Regions from separate parts of the Zea mays genome. Here all the other regions are linked to region 1. The links are chromatin contacts, called in public Hi-C and HiChIP or PLAC-seq maps. All regions are on one chromosome and are shown on one strand. The core of a region is the stretch at or near the end of the contact, and the rest is flanking DNA. Distances in the headings are between cores, read along the strand shown. Region 1 holds the start of LOC100304319. Region 2 holds the start of LOC100275469. Region 3 holds the start of LOC100382040.

Evidence for each region. A called contact is a pair of places that touch in the nucleus more often than the background predicts. HiChIP or PLAC-seq counts read pairs in DNA pulled down with a chosen protein or histone mark.
Region 2: a contact with region 1 is called in a Hi-C map of endosperm, with 2.9 times the contacts expected there. The contact joins the promoter of LOC100275469 here to the promoter of LOC100304319 in region 1. A contact is called at or near these places in 7 of 25 Hi-C or Micro-C datasets (bundle sheath, ear, endosperm and 2 more).
Region 3: an H3K4me3 HiChIP or PLAC-seq map of leaf shows a contact between it and region 1, with 4 times the contacts expected there. The contact joins the promoter of LOC100382040 here to the promoter of LOC100304319 in region 1. A contact is called at or near these places in 2 of 25 Hi-C or Micro-C datasets (ear and leaf) and 1 of 3 datasets of contacts at active chromatin or transcription factors (leaf).

What each region holds. Positions count from the first base shown.
Region 1 is chr1:32,973,117-32,977,230 of Zm-B73-REFERENCE-NAM-5.0, reverse strand. It overlaps LOC100304319, which reads right to left and starts at 1,812. Exons shown (of 3, transcript XM_035963204.1): 1 at 519-1,812.
Region 2 is chr1:32,727,469-32,731,582 of Zm-B73-REFERENCE-NAM-5.0, reverse strand. LOC100275469 reads left to right here and starts at 2,070. Exons shown (of 1, transcript NM_001149534.2): 1 at 2,070-3,672. The coding sequence starts at 2,468. The coding sequence ends at 3,238.
Region 3 is chr1:32,807,925-32,812,038 of Zm-B73-REFERENCE-NAM-5.0, reverse strand. LOC100382040 reads left to right here and starts at 1,784. Exons shown (of 1, transcript NM_001174805.2): 1 at 1,784-4,114. The coding sequence starts at 1,902. The coding sequence ends at 3,902.

The DNA.
Region 1 (4,114 bases), core at 563-3,062:
TACTTTACTTCTTTTTGGCTCTCTTTGTGATGATTCCTATAAATATACTCAAACTAAGTCCAAATGCCACTTTACTTGCACAAAGAAGTTAATAGCCAAATAACATCGCAAGAAACATAACATAAAGTAAGTGCAACTTATCTGAACACTTAAACCTCATGTTTTGTGGTTTGGCCCACAGTTGCACGTTTTGGTCTTTTAATCCACTCATTTGGACTTTGCATCTTCAATTTGCTTTAATATAACTTGTGCTCATGCTCATGCTCATACCAAGATGGTGAGATCAAAGTGGTGTCTTGGGCAGTTAATCACCAAAATAACTCAGAAATGCCCCAAAGGCACACTTCCCTTTCAGCCGGAGATGCTCTAAGAGCATGTTTAGTTGAGTCATAGCTTTTAAAAGGACTTTTGTGAGATTAAAGTTATGAGAGAAACTGAAAGCTATTTGATTAGGGCCTGTACAACGCCATTCATTACGACGTCTATAGAGGAAGCACTGAGAGTAAATAGAAAATTACTTTGCAGCCACTGCTTCACGAAGAGACGTCTCTGGCCTCTTCCCCTAGCTTGAATCGCACCTCCTCCTATTGGAGAGACGTCTTTGGATTATTCCCCTAGTTGGAATGAAAGCTTGCCCCATTGCACACATCGCCTTGTCGATTGCTTGTCTGGTGGTGTGCTTCATGGCATGAAATCAATCGGTGCGTGTTCCTCCCTCCTATTCACCATAAAATGCTCCTTGAAATCTCACTTCCTTTTGGCTCTACTAAACGACAGCAACCATGAAGAAGGGAACACCAACGACCGTCGGTCTGCCTTTACAACGTTGAGCTCGACCACCAAAATATGGGATAACTCAAAGCATATCGCGCTTAAGTATGATTTAATTGAACATATATTTTATTGATAGGATCACCAATTTCAAGCTCAACTGTGATATAGTCAAAAAATTACCTTCAATATGATATATCATATGATATATTTAATGTAAGTGGTATAATTTTGAAAGACAACATGTATATGGATACACACTCAATTAAGACTGCACTTATAGAAACTTCATTATATGGTAGAGTCTATTAGTTGTTTGTTACACTTGGAAAACCATTCCAGTGTATCTTCATTATACATGCCCTTAGAGTAGCTATAAATTATAGGTTGTGTAAAAAACATATAATGCCTCTCGGGGCATAAGGTAATGTTCATATGCAAATTGAACGTAAGTGACTATTATGTTCACTTATTCACATGTAAATAACTATTTTGGAAAGAAAATAAAACAAAACTTTCTAAGTTTTTCATGCATCAAAGCAATATGACCTACATAAATATAATAATAGCATTTTACAAATTGATAAAAGGCTTATACCATGATGACATCCTTCAACATAACTATCTTTCTCTCGCAATATCCAAATCATACAATGAAAGAACAATGTATACTTTTAGGAGGGCAGAAAATAGAGAGAAAATTGCAAACACATGATTCTTATATCCTTTATAATTGTTAGAAACATAGATTTTAGTTGAAAAAAATCCTCTATCAACTTATCTAATTAGAAATCTAAATATAACCTTACTCTATTTTGGTTTTTTCGCTAGCAAAAGATGGACAATGATGTTAACAACGAAGATGTAGAAAAGCTACTCAAAGAGTAGAAAGATATCGACATTTTTTATTTGAATTAATCTAAATAATAGTTTAGCAAATTAGTTTTAAAAAGACTTGAAGATATGAAGGAAACGGGTGACGCCTAAGAGGGGGGGGGGGTGAATTAGGACTTCTAAAACTTTTACTAAACTTGGCCACAATTAAATCCCTAGAGCAAAACCTATGCAAGAATCAAAACTAGAATGTGCAAACTAGGTTTTGTCTAAGTGTTGCTATCTCTACCGCAAAGGCTAAGTTTCAATCTACACTAAATAAGTATGACAACAAGATTGAAACTTAAATGCTTAATATAAATGCGGAATGTAAAGAGCTAAGTAGAGAAGCAAACTCTCGTGGATGACGCCGGTATTTTTACCGAGGTATCCGGAACCGCGCAAGGTCCCGACTAATCCTCGTTGGTGCCCCTACGCAAAGGGAAGCCCACGCGAGGGCCAAGCACCTCGGTCGAGTAACTCCGTAGAGAGCCGCGGGCCTTCTCCACGCGCAAGTGGTGCTCCGCTTCCGGCTCCTCTCGGACGCTCCCCGCCGTCTCCACTATCGAGCTTCCGGCCGAAACGCCGCGGGCCTCGTTCCCTCCGGTACACGGTGGCGGCCGTGACACAAACACGGTTGTCACGGTCTCGCAAGACTCTCGCCCCACTCGGTACAATTACAACGGCTCGCGCAAGAGCCGAGGGGTTGTGAGGTTTATCTAAACTCACTCAACTAACTAGGATTCACCTAGAGCAAGCGCTAAAGCGGTCTAACTAACCTAAGCACTTCGCAAAGCACCTACGCTAATCACCGAGTGATTCTATTAAGCACTTGGGTGTTTGAGCACTTGGAAATATGCACTATGTGTATTGGAATGTTGCTTGGGCTCTCACACTTGAGAATGGCCGGTTGGGGTGTTATTTATAGCCTCCACACCCTCAACTAGCCGTTGGACAGAAAGCAGCAGCTTTCTGTCGTCGGGTGCACCGGACAGTCCGGTGCACCACCGGACACTGAACAGTAGATGTCCGGTGCGCCTATGTCAGCCGACCGTTGGCGTCTGTAGCAGTCGACCGTTGGATCCGACCGTTGGATTCGACCGTTGGATTCGACCGTTGCCGTCTGCCCGTTGGCACACCGGACAGTCCGGTGCACACCGGACAGTCCGGTGCTACAGCCCGAGAGCGCCTGCCTGCGGCCTCTCTGCGCAGACCATCCGGTTGTCCCACCGGACAGTCCGGTGCACACCGGACAGGTACTGTGCACTGTCCGGTGCGCCACCAGGCGCTGGCTGACAGCCCTCTTCTCAGGTTTCTTTGCTGATTTCTATGGGCTTCTTTTGTTCTTGAGTCTTGGACTTCTATGCATCTTTTTATGTCTTCATTTGAGGTGTTGCATCCTTATTGCCTTGGTCCAATCCTCTTCGCATCCTGTGAACTACAAACACAAACACTAGAAGCCTTATTAGTTCACGGATTGTGTTGTTCATCAAACACCAAAACTCAATTAGCCAAAAGGCCCGGGGTCCATTTTCCTTACAAGATACCTAAGCTGCAGTATCGAGCCTAATTTAGGTTAGGACATGGTCAACTATGGCGCGTAGCAGCCACACACCTAGCATTAGCCCATTAGATGGTAACCTCGCGCATTTCTTCCCGGGAGTTGTCAGCTTCTCAGCAGCTTCTGGCTGTTGCTGACCGCAAAATACCAAGTTTTTAGGTAGTTTTTATAAGAATCACTTTGGTGATAACCATGTAAAATTATATGAACAAAAAAATCAGTCGAGTCATTACAAAAGTAGGAATCCGTCATTTTCTAAATCATAAACCCTATAAACACCTTCATCTCACTCCACACATAATCCTCACGGTACTTAGATTCTTTCTACAGCTAGATTCTTTTAACAGCTAGATTCTCAAGCCGAAACAAACATGTCCATATACCTTCGATTCCCTTCTGATCGCGGGCACGGCTACGCCACTGACAGAAAGGCTTGCCGCATATCCCTTGTCATTTTGTCAAGATTATAGCCTCCTCCCGCGCGAATCCACGCAACGATACGATGTGTTGTGCCTGTCTGCCTCCCTCTCTTCCATCGCTTTCTGGTGCGTGGTGCCGGTCGGTCCACTGGTCTTGTGATCCTCGTCGACTCGTGTGTGCAGACGGGCGTGGCGTGTTGCCCCATGAAGCCATGGAAGTGGGGAATCCCGAATCCAGCCTCTCATCGTTGGCGCAGAGCGGGAACTGGTCGAGTGGTTGGTGGGGTTTCCTGGTCCACAGATATAGATGTGCAAATACGCTGGGACCATGACTGATGAACCGGGGGTTCAACGTGGCGGCGTAACATAGCATGATACAATTGGACCGTGCCAAATAGTGTCAAAATCGAACGAGAATCGGATCGTCCGGTAGTTTAGACCGTGCCAAATAAACGCTAGAATCAGACCACACGTCGTCCGCTGATCACCG
Region 2 (4,114 bases), core at 821-3,320, 250 kb after region 1:
AAATGCTGCAGGTTTTGTGAAACATCAAAGCCCCCCCCCCCCCTCCACTAGCCCTGTAGTCCGTAACTTTGAGCGGTGCTTGTCGGCAATTTTTGTTTTGCAACCCCCCTCATTATTAATTATTGCTAATTTTTGTCGTTCACTATTTTATTAAGAACGTAGGAAGTTTTGTTTTCAAATCCGAAAACCACCCCTTGTCATGCGCTCGTTTGCTCGAGTCGGCGTGTTGGGGAACAATTCCTGGACCGCCTTGACGTGCTTTGGCATTCGACTAGAGGAGCTCGGCGTGGTTTGCTGCGGTTTTAGGGCATGTTTGGTTGGTTACCTCAGTTGTCACACTTTGCCTAACTTTTCTGTCTAAGTTTAGTTATTCAATTCGGACGACTAACCTTAGGTAAAGTGTGACACATTTAGCCACAAACTAAATATGCCTTTAATCCGGTTGCGACTCTCTATGGATTACAGTTGTGGAAGAGCTGCGGCTGCCAGCTAGCTGAACAAGCGATGTAGCAACAACTCAGATTTGTAACCGTAGCTTTATCAAAATCGGTAGCGAAACAACTTGAATGATACATATGTTATGAACACATTTTTTAAATAATTCTGATGGCACATAGTATTTAATATCATAAACCTCAATACCTTATTTTTATGAATCTGGTTGAACTTGAACATTTTTCTGACAAGTTATTATACTAAAATCGTAGTCTTTTAGGGTTTATATATATATATATGAAGTAAGCAAGAAAAATAAGGCTCAGGGCATACACATTGACCATCTCACCAATTCTGCTTCCTATAACATACCTGATTTGCGATCAGAAAAAAGCTCAAATCATTAAGATATATGGTTGCTTACAAATCAAATGGTTTCAATTACTAGAGCTAAAGCAACTTACAAAAAAGTAATGCATTTTTCAAAAAAAAACATCGGTTAAATTTCAAGTGTCTGATCTTTCATACTATTACATTAAACAATCAATTAGTATAATTAAAGGAACAACTCGCAAGAGACAAGTTCTAATCTTTTTTATATAGTCAAACAACGACAAGTTGTCTGAACAAAAACAAAAAAAAACGAGCACCTGCAATTAGGAGAGTGTAAAGGTTATGCATGAAATATTTTATTTTGACTAGTATTTTTTGTAATATTTGAATAAAATGGGAAAAACTATACCACTAAAAATGCATTTGAAGCCCAATATACTCATATGATTTTTCAAGCATCCGAACTTAATTAAGCAAAAAAAGAAAGTGTAACCAAAACTTAGAATTGTTGGCTTAAAGACAACATGAAACATTACTTAGGCTACTCACAATGAGGATTTCATGTCTCTGTTTCCAAAAATGCCACATCAGATCTATAATTGAATGAAATACCCTCTCTCGATAGAGAGTTTCATCTCACTATTTCATATGTCAACATACTTCTTAAATGCTGCATATAAATAACCAATATGATTTACTCAATTATATGAAGATGAAACAAAACACTCTCAGTGGAGGTTTCACACAGTTTCCAAGACATTGGAAACGAGTTAACATGATTTCATCCCCATGAAACTCTTCTTTCTTAAATGATGTGACATGTCATCCAAATAGCTGATGTGGCAGGCTAATTAATACATGAAACACCCTATGAAACCTCCATTATGAATAGCCTTAATTGCTTTTATTTTGAGAGTACTTGCTTCCTCGAAAAAGAGAGAGAAACATTATTATCCTTGATTATCTTTTCCCTTGACCGGTAGTAGGCTGGTAGCTAGTGTTCTTGAGAGCAATAATGCTCACAACTGGCCAAGAACAAAATACCATTCTCTCAAGGGGCATCACCAAAAGTATTTTTTTATTTATCCCAGGATATAGTTGACACGTGTAAATCTGCCATTAGGTAGCAAAGGAGGAAACGAGGGCGCAGCAGTTTGTGGTCAATTGTTGAATCACCTCCCAATTCCCCAAAACGTTAGACGGTGTGACACCTAACCCACGATCCACCTTTCTCTCTCTCGACCTTGTTCCCTCTCGCTATAAAGAGGAGCATGGCATGCCACAGAGCTGTAGCCCGGATCGGAGGTGGAGGGTGGGCTTTGTGCAGAGGCCATTCCCTCGCTCTCTATACTGGAGTAGATAGCAGCAGGAGGAAGATAACATCTCCTCAAAAATAGATATAGCTTCTTCCTCTTTGGTTCTCTTCGTTCTTTTCTTTCTTCTTCGATCTAAACACGCCTTCGATCCATCCTAGTATCCTTGCTGTTTTTTCTTCCCCAAGGATTTTGCTAGCTCTCCTGTTGCAGATTTCCTCTCAAACTAATACGAGTTCTCTCAGCTCCTAACCACCTGAATTCTTTTTAGGGAGCGCTTCCTTTTCCATTCAGCAATCAATATCGAAAACCTGTCTTTCTTGAGCAAAACAGCGCAAATACTACCTAATCAAGAAGCTTTTGTTCTATAGATCGACAAAAGCAAGATGGAAAACGTTCTCCTGGATCGATCATCTAGAAGCCTTGAGTTCCCGAAGCGATCCCTAATTGGTCGCGGCCGGCGGGGGCCAGCTGGCGCGAGGACGGCGGTGCCGCCGTTCGGCTCGTACAGCTCGTTCACGACGTGGCAATCACACAACCACCTGCACAAAGGTGGCGCATGGGCCTCCGCTCCCGCGCTTCCATACGCGAGGCCTCCGGTGATATACTCGTCGCCGTCTCTTCCTCTCCTGCCGTCCCACCAACCGCCGCTCCTGCCGCTCCCACCGACCGCTGCAAAGTACGCCACTTTCCCCGCCCTACCAGCAGCTCCGCCCCCGCCGGCGTCGGCGCCACGCGCCGGCAGGGCAGCAGCGGGAAGCACCACAGTATCAGTTTCGGCAGCAGTGCCGCCTGCAGCCCCTGCGCCGCCGCGCCAGAGGGACAGGAGGAGGAGGCCGGCAAGGCCGCCTCCGCCGACGATGGAGAGGTCCGCAGCGCAGAAGAAGAAGCCGCTGGAGCGCGCGACGCCTCTGCCGCCCGCGCCAGTGGTGACGGAGGCACTGGACGACCTCGAGCAGGAGGTGGCCAGGGACTTCGTTCAGGACCTGCTGCACGTGCTGGCGCCGCCGCCAAGCAGCCTGCCGCTGCCCAGCTTCTCCCTCGTCGTGAAAGCGTCCTCCCCTACCAAGGACACCAGAGTGGTGATGCCGGCCGCGCCGTCCTGCAACGTGGAGGCCGCCACCGCCGATGGCATCCGCGGCCTCCTCCGTCTGTAGGACAGCAGGGAGAAGGCCCATCTGCCAGTCTGTCGTGCTTGGTATTCCATAATATTTCCCCGCCAATATTATTTTTTTGGTTGGGAAAATTAAATGCGTAGAAAAATATTGCAAGAAAAGATGTGATGCTTGAGCTCTGGTCGGTCGAGTTGTCCGCAGCGTGACTGTGATGTTGGCGTTGGATGGATGCTACCTCTGGCGGTGCAAAAGCGAGAGGAAGACGACGATGTCAGCTAAGGTTAGTTTGTGCGAGACGTCGGTGTGGTAGATATCTAGGGTTTTACGTTAGTGTCTACTGCCGTACTCCACTAGTACTGCTTTTTCTTGATTGGGTGATGGGTTTTTTGAATTACCTTGTATCAAGATCACTGCATATATACGATGTAATGTATGCAAGTGCGTGTGACTTTACATATATATTATATATTTGAAACATTGTATTCTTGTTGGATTTAATCCGCATGTATGCATTACATGTGCGTCATGAAATCAGCATTGATTTCCTTGAGTACATATCCTATTTGGCAATGTTGGGGGTGGTGGAGTACAAGTACTTGGATTCAATAATCTCCTTCAAACAACTACTTGTGACCATTTTTCCTATCCAAGTTTCGCAACACACAATAATGATTTAATTATGTAGGTGGTAGCAGTAGCACTTGGACACATAATCGCAAAGTGCCGCAATTTTTTGGTCTAAAGAATCGGCGTTTGGGCTAGCTAGCATCGTCGTTCGTCAGGAACCAATTATTTATATATATATAGTATATATAAGTACCAAATAATCTCAATCTCAAGTAGTCAAACAGACTAGATCGATATACAAACAAAATAATAACCATATTGTGAAGTCTTATAATTCACTGGTAAACTATG
Region 3 (4,114 bases), core at 535-3,034, 170 kb after region 1:
CGTCGCCACCGCCACCGCCACCGATCGCGCCTCGGAAGATCGCAGTCGACGCCCCCGCTCGCGCCTCGAGAGATCGCAATTGACTCCACCGCTCGCGCCTAGGACAGTCACAGCCCGGGAACGAGAAACCGTCCTGAAACCCTAATTCCTAGAGGTCTGGGGTGTTTTTATAGACGTCCGGAACTGGTCTGACTGAACCGAATGGCGCGTCTGGACTAGGCTTACTCTTTACTCCGAGTTTTTTCATCATATTTTTCCCTTGATTCTGTTTATATTTTGAAATTTTTAAATTTTGTAGAAAATTTTAAAATACTGGTTGGAAACCGAACCGGGAACGAGAAACTGTACCGAAAACTAGGTTTTTGTACCAGTTTTTGTAAACCCTGACCAAGTGACATCGAGGGAGGGCCCCGTCGGCCGGCCCCTGCCCGTTCCAACCAAAAAGTCACCGATTTTGCGCCACAATTGGGGCGCCTCGTGACCGGCAGGGAACAAAGAAACGGAGTCAATGAAGCGGTCACCACTTCGGTGGGCAGGGACCTCATCATTCAGTAACGCCTTTTCGATAGATGCCATAGCCACTGGGAAAAATGAGCGTGGCTAGAGCCCCAAAGCTCGCTTTACCGCCAAAGCACGCTCCCGTCTCCGCTCCCTGATCGGGTTTAGGACCGATGCCCACGTTAATGCAGCACATATGCCTAATCCACGTTTATCCTTCGTCGTTTGCGGCCAGCTCAGTTCAGGTCCGGAGGTCCCCGCTCGTGTTGTCGCAAAGGCAAAGCCACACATGGGTATCGCCATCGCCTGGGACCCTACGAGGCTACGATACGACCCCGAGGGAGCTTAGCAGCAGTATCATCACAAACGAGCAAAGTGACAGGTCCTCGCGACCTCCAGCATATATTCATGCAGCTAGCAGCTGTATCCTCTTGTGCCGATATAGAAACTGGCCCAGATGTTCGAGAACGATCAGATCAACACAGCTAACACGAGAGAGAACCCGCGCCCTGCGGTACTGCCACGTCGCACCGCTCATTTTTGAAGAGATGGCGACGCCCACCCACGGTCTCGCTAGCTGGTGCTGGTCGCGTCGCTCCCACTCTCCCCTGCTCACAATCACAACCGCAGACGTGGCTGATCCGCACGGAAAGCACACGGCGGCAGCTACCAGCGCCCCACGACCATTCCCAGACCTTTTCCCCACCCTGACGCCCATCTGACTGAAAACCCACGGCGGCCATTTATCGGGGACGTTGGTACTGGCAGCGGGGCGAAAGACTTTACTACCGCCGCTGTCGTTGTACGTACGAAAACCCAAGCCCACGTCGAACGGCCAGCGCGGCGCAAAAAGGCCAAAACTGCTGCTGCCCCAACACCCCCACTACCCCGCAATTAATAACTCCCCGCGCACTGCTGCCGCCTCCACCGCTCGTCCTCGGCATCGGCACACGGTGCCATCACTCTCCCACTCCCACTCACTCACACACTGTCTCGCTCGCTCGCTTGCTCACCCACCAATGGCGAGTCCTCCTCGCTACCCGTTCCCCGTCCTCCTCCTCGGCCTCGCGCTGGTGGCGTTGATGGCGCCGGCGCTACTGCGAGCAGATGGCGGCGCCGAGGAGGAGGAGGAGGCGCGGAAGACGTACATCTTCCGCGTGGACCACAGCGCCAAGCCGTCCGTGTTCCCCACCCACGCGCACTGGTACGCCTCCGCCGCGTTCGCCTCGGCGGCACCGGGGGCAACCCCGCTGCGGCCGCTCCACGTCTACGGCACCGTCTTCCACGGCTTCTCCGCGTCCGTGCCGGCGTCCCGCGCCGAGGAGCTGCGGCGCCACCCGGCCGTGCTCGCCGCGTTCGAGGACCGCGCCCGCCCGCTTCACACCACCCGGTCGCCGCAGTTCATGGGCCTCCGCGCGCGCCTCGGCCTCTGGTCCCTCGCGGACTACGGCTCCGACGTCATCGTCGGGGTGCTCGACACCGGCGTCTGGCCCGAGCGCCGCAGCCTGTCCGACAGGAACCTGCCGCCCGTCCCCGCGCGCTGGCGCGGCGGCTGCGACGCCGGCCCCGGCTTCCCGGCCTCGTCCTGCAACAGGAAGCTCGTCGGCGCGCGCTTCTTCTCGCAGGGCCACGCCGCGCGCTTCGGCGCCTCGGCCGCCGCGTCCAACGGCTCCGTCGAGTTCATGTCGCCCCGCGACGCGGACGGCCACGGCACGCACACGGCCACCACCGCCGCGGGCAGCGTCGCGTACGGCGCCAGCATGGAGGGCTACGCGCCCGGGGTCGCCAAGGGCGTCGCGCCCAAGGCCAGGGTGGCCGCGTACAAGGTCTGCTGGAAGGGCGCCGGCTGCATGGACTCCGACATCCTCGCGGGCTTCGACCGCGCCGTCGCTGACGGCGTCGACGTCATCTCCGTCTCGATCGGCGGCGGCAGCGGCGTCACGGCTCCGTTCTACCTCGACCCGATCGCGATCGGCGCGTACGGAGCCGTCTCCCGGGGGGTGTTCGTGGCCACCTCCGCTGGAAACGAAGGGCCGGCCTCCATGTCGGTGACCAACCTCGCCCCGTGGCTTGCCACCGTTGGCGCCGGCACCATCGACCGTAATTTCCCGGCTGAAATCGTGCTGGGCGACGGCCGACGCTTGTCCGGCGTGTCGCTGTACTCCGGCAAGCCTCTTACCAACTCATCGCTGCCTCTGTACTACCCCGGGAGGACTGGCGGGCTCTCCGCTTCGCTGTGCATGGAGAACTCCATCGACCCTTCACTGGTGAAAGGCAAGATCGTCGTCTGCGACCGCGGCAGCAGCCCGCGCGTGGCCAAGGGAATGGTCGTCAAGGAAGCTGGTGGCGCGGCGATGGTCCTTACTAACGGGGAGGCCAACGGCGAGGGACTGGTTGGAGACGCCCACGTCCTCCCTGCTTGCGCGGTGGGCGAGAAGGAGGGCGACGCGGTCAAAGCGTATGCCGCGAACGCCTCCAGCCCGATGGCGACAATCAGCTTCGGGGGCACGGTCGTCGGCGTCAAGCCGGCACCCGTGGTGGCCTCCTTCTCGGCGCGTGGACCCAACGGGCTCGTCCCGGAGATTCTCAAGCCGGACTTCATCGCACCGGGCGTCAACATCCTCGCCGCGTGGACGGGCGCCACGGGTCCGACCGGCCTGGAGGGCGATACCCGCCGCACGGAGTTCAACATCCTGTCCGGGACGTCCATGGCGTGCCCGCACGCCAGCGGCGCCGCCGCGCTGCTCCGGTCCGCGCACCCCGGGTGGTCGCCGGCGGCGATACGGTCCGCGCTGATGACTACGGCCATCGTGACGGACAACCGCGGCGGGCCCGTGGGCGACGAGGCAGAGCCCGGGCGCGGCGCGACGCCGTTCGACTACGGCGCCGGCCACATCACCCTGGGCAAGGCCCTGGACCCCGGCCTGGTCTACGACGCCGGGGAGGACGACTACGTCGCGTTCATGTGCAGCATCGGGTACGAGCCGAACGCGATCGAGGTGGTCACGCACAAGCCCGTGGCGTGCCCCGCGACGGCGAGCGGGGCCAAGGCCAGCGGCAGCCCCTCGGGCTCCGACCTCAACTACCCGTCCATCTCCGTGGTGCTCCGCGGCGGCAACCAGTCCAGGACGGTGACCCGCACGGTCACCAACGTCGGCGCCCAAGCTTCGGCAACGTACACTGCGCGCGTGCAGATGGCGTCTAGCGGCGGCGTGACCGTATCCGTGAAGCCGCAGCAGCTCGTCTTCTCCCCTGGCGCCAAGAAGCAGAGCTTCGCGGTGACGGTGACTGCGCCGTCTGCTCAGGACGCAGCGGCGCCGGTGTACGGGTTCCTCGTCTGGTCGGACGGTGGCGGGCACGACGTGCGGAGCCCCATTGTGGTGACGTGGCTGCAGCCCATGTGACTGTCAGGTGGGGACAACTCTACGGCCTCTGTGGAGCCTGCCCTGGCTGGGACTGCCGATAAAGATGGCAGCAGGAGTCAAGGCGCAGTGGCCAGTGGGCCAGTAACGGTAAAGTCGTGCGGTCGGGACTGCGCCATTAAAGGTGGGTCCTGCACGCTCGCTCTGCAGAATTGATTAACCGGGCGTGCTGTAACAGTATGGGCTTATCCGAG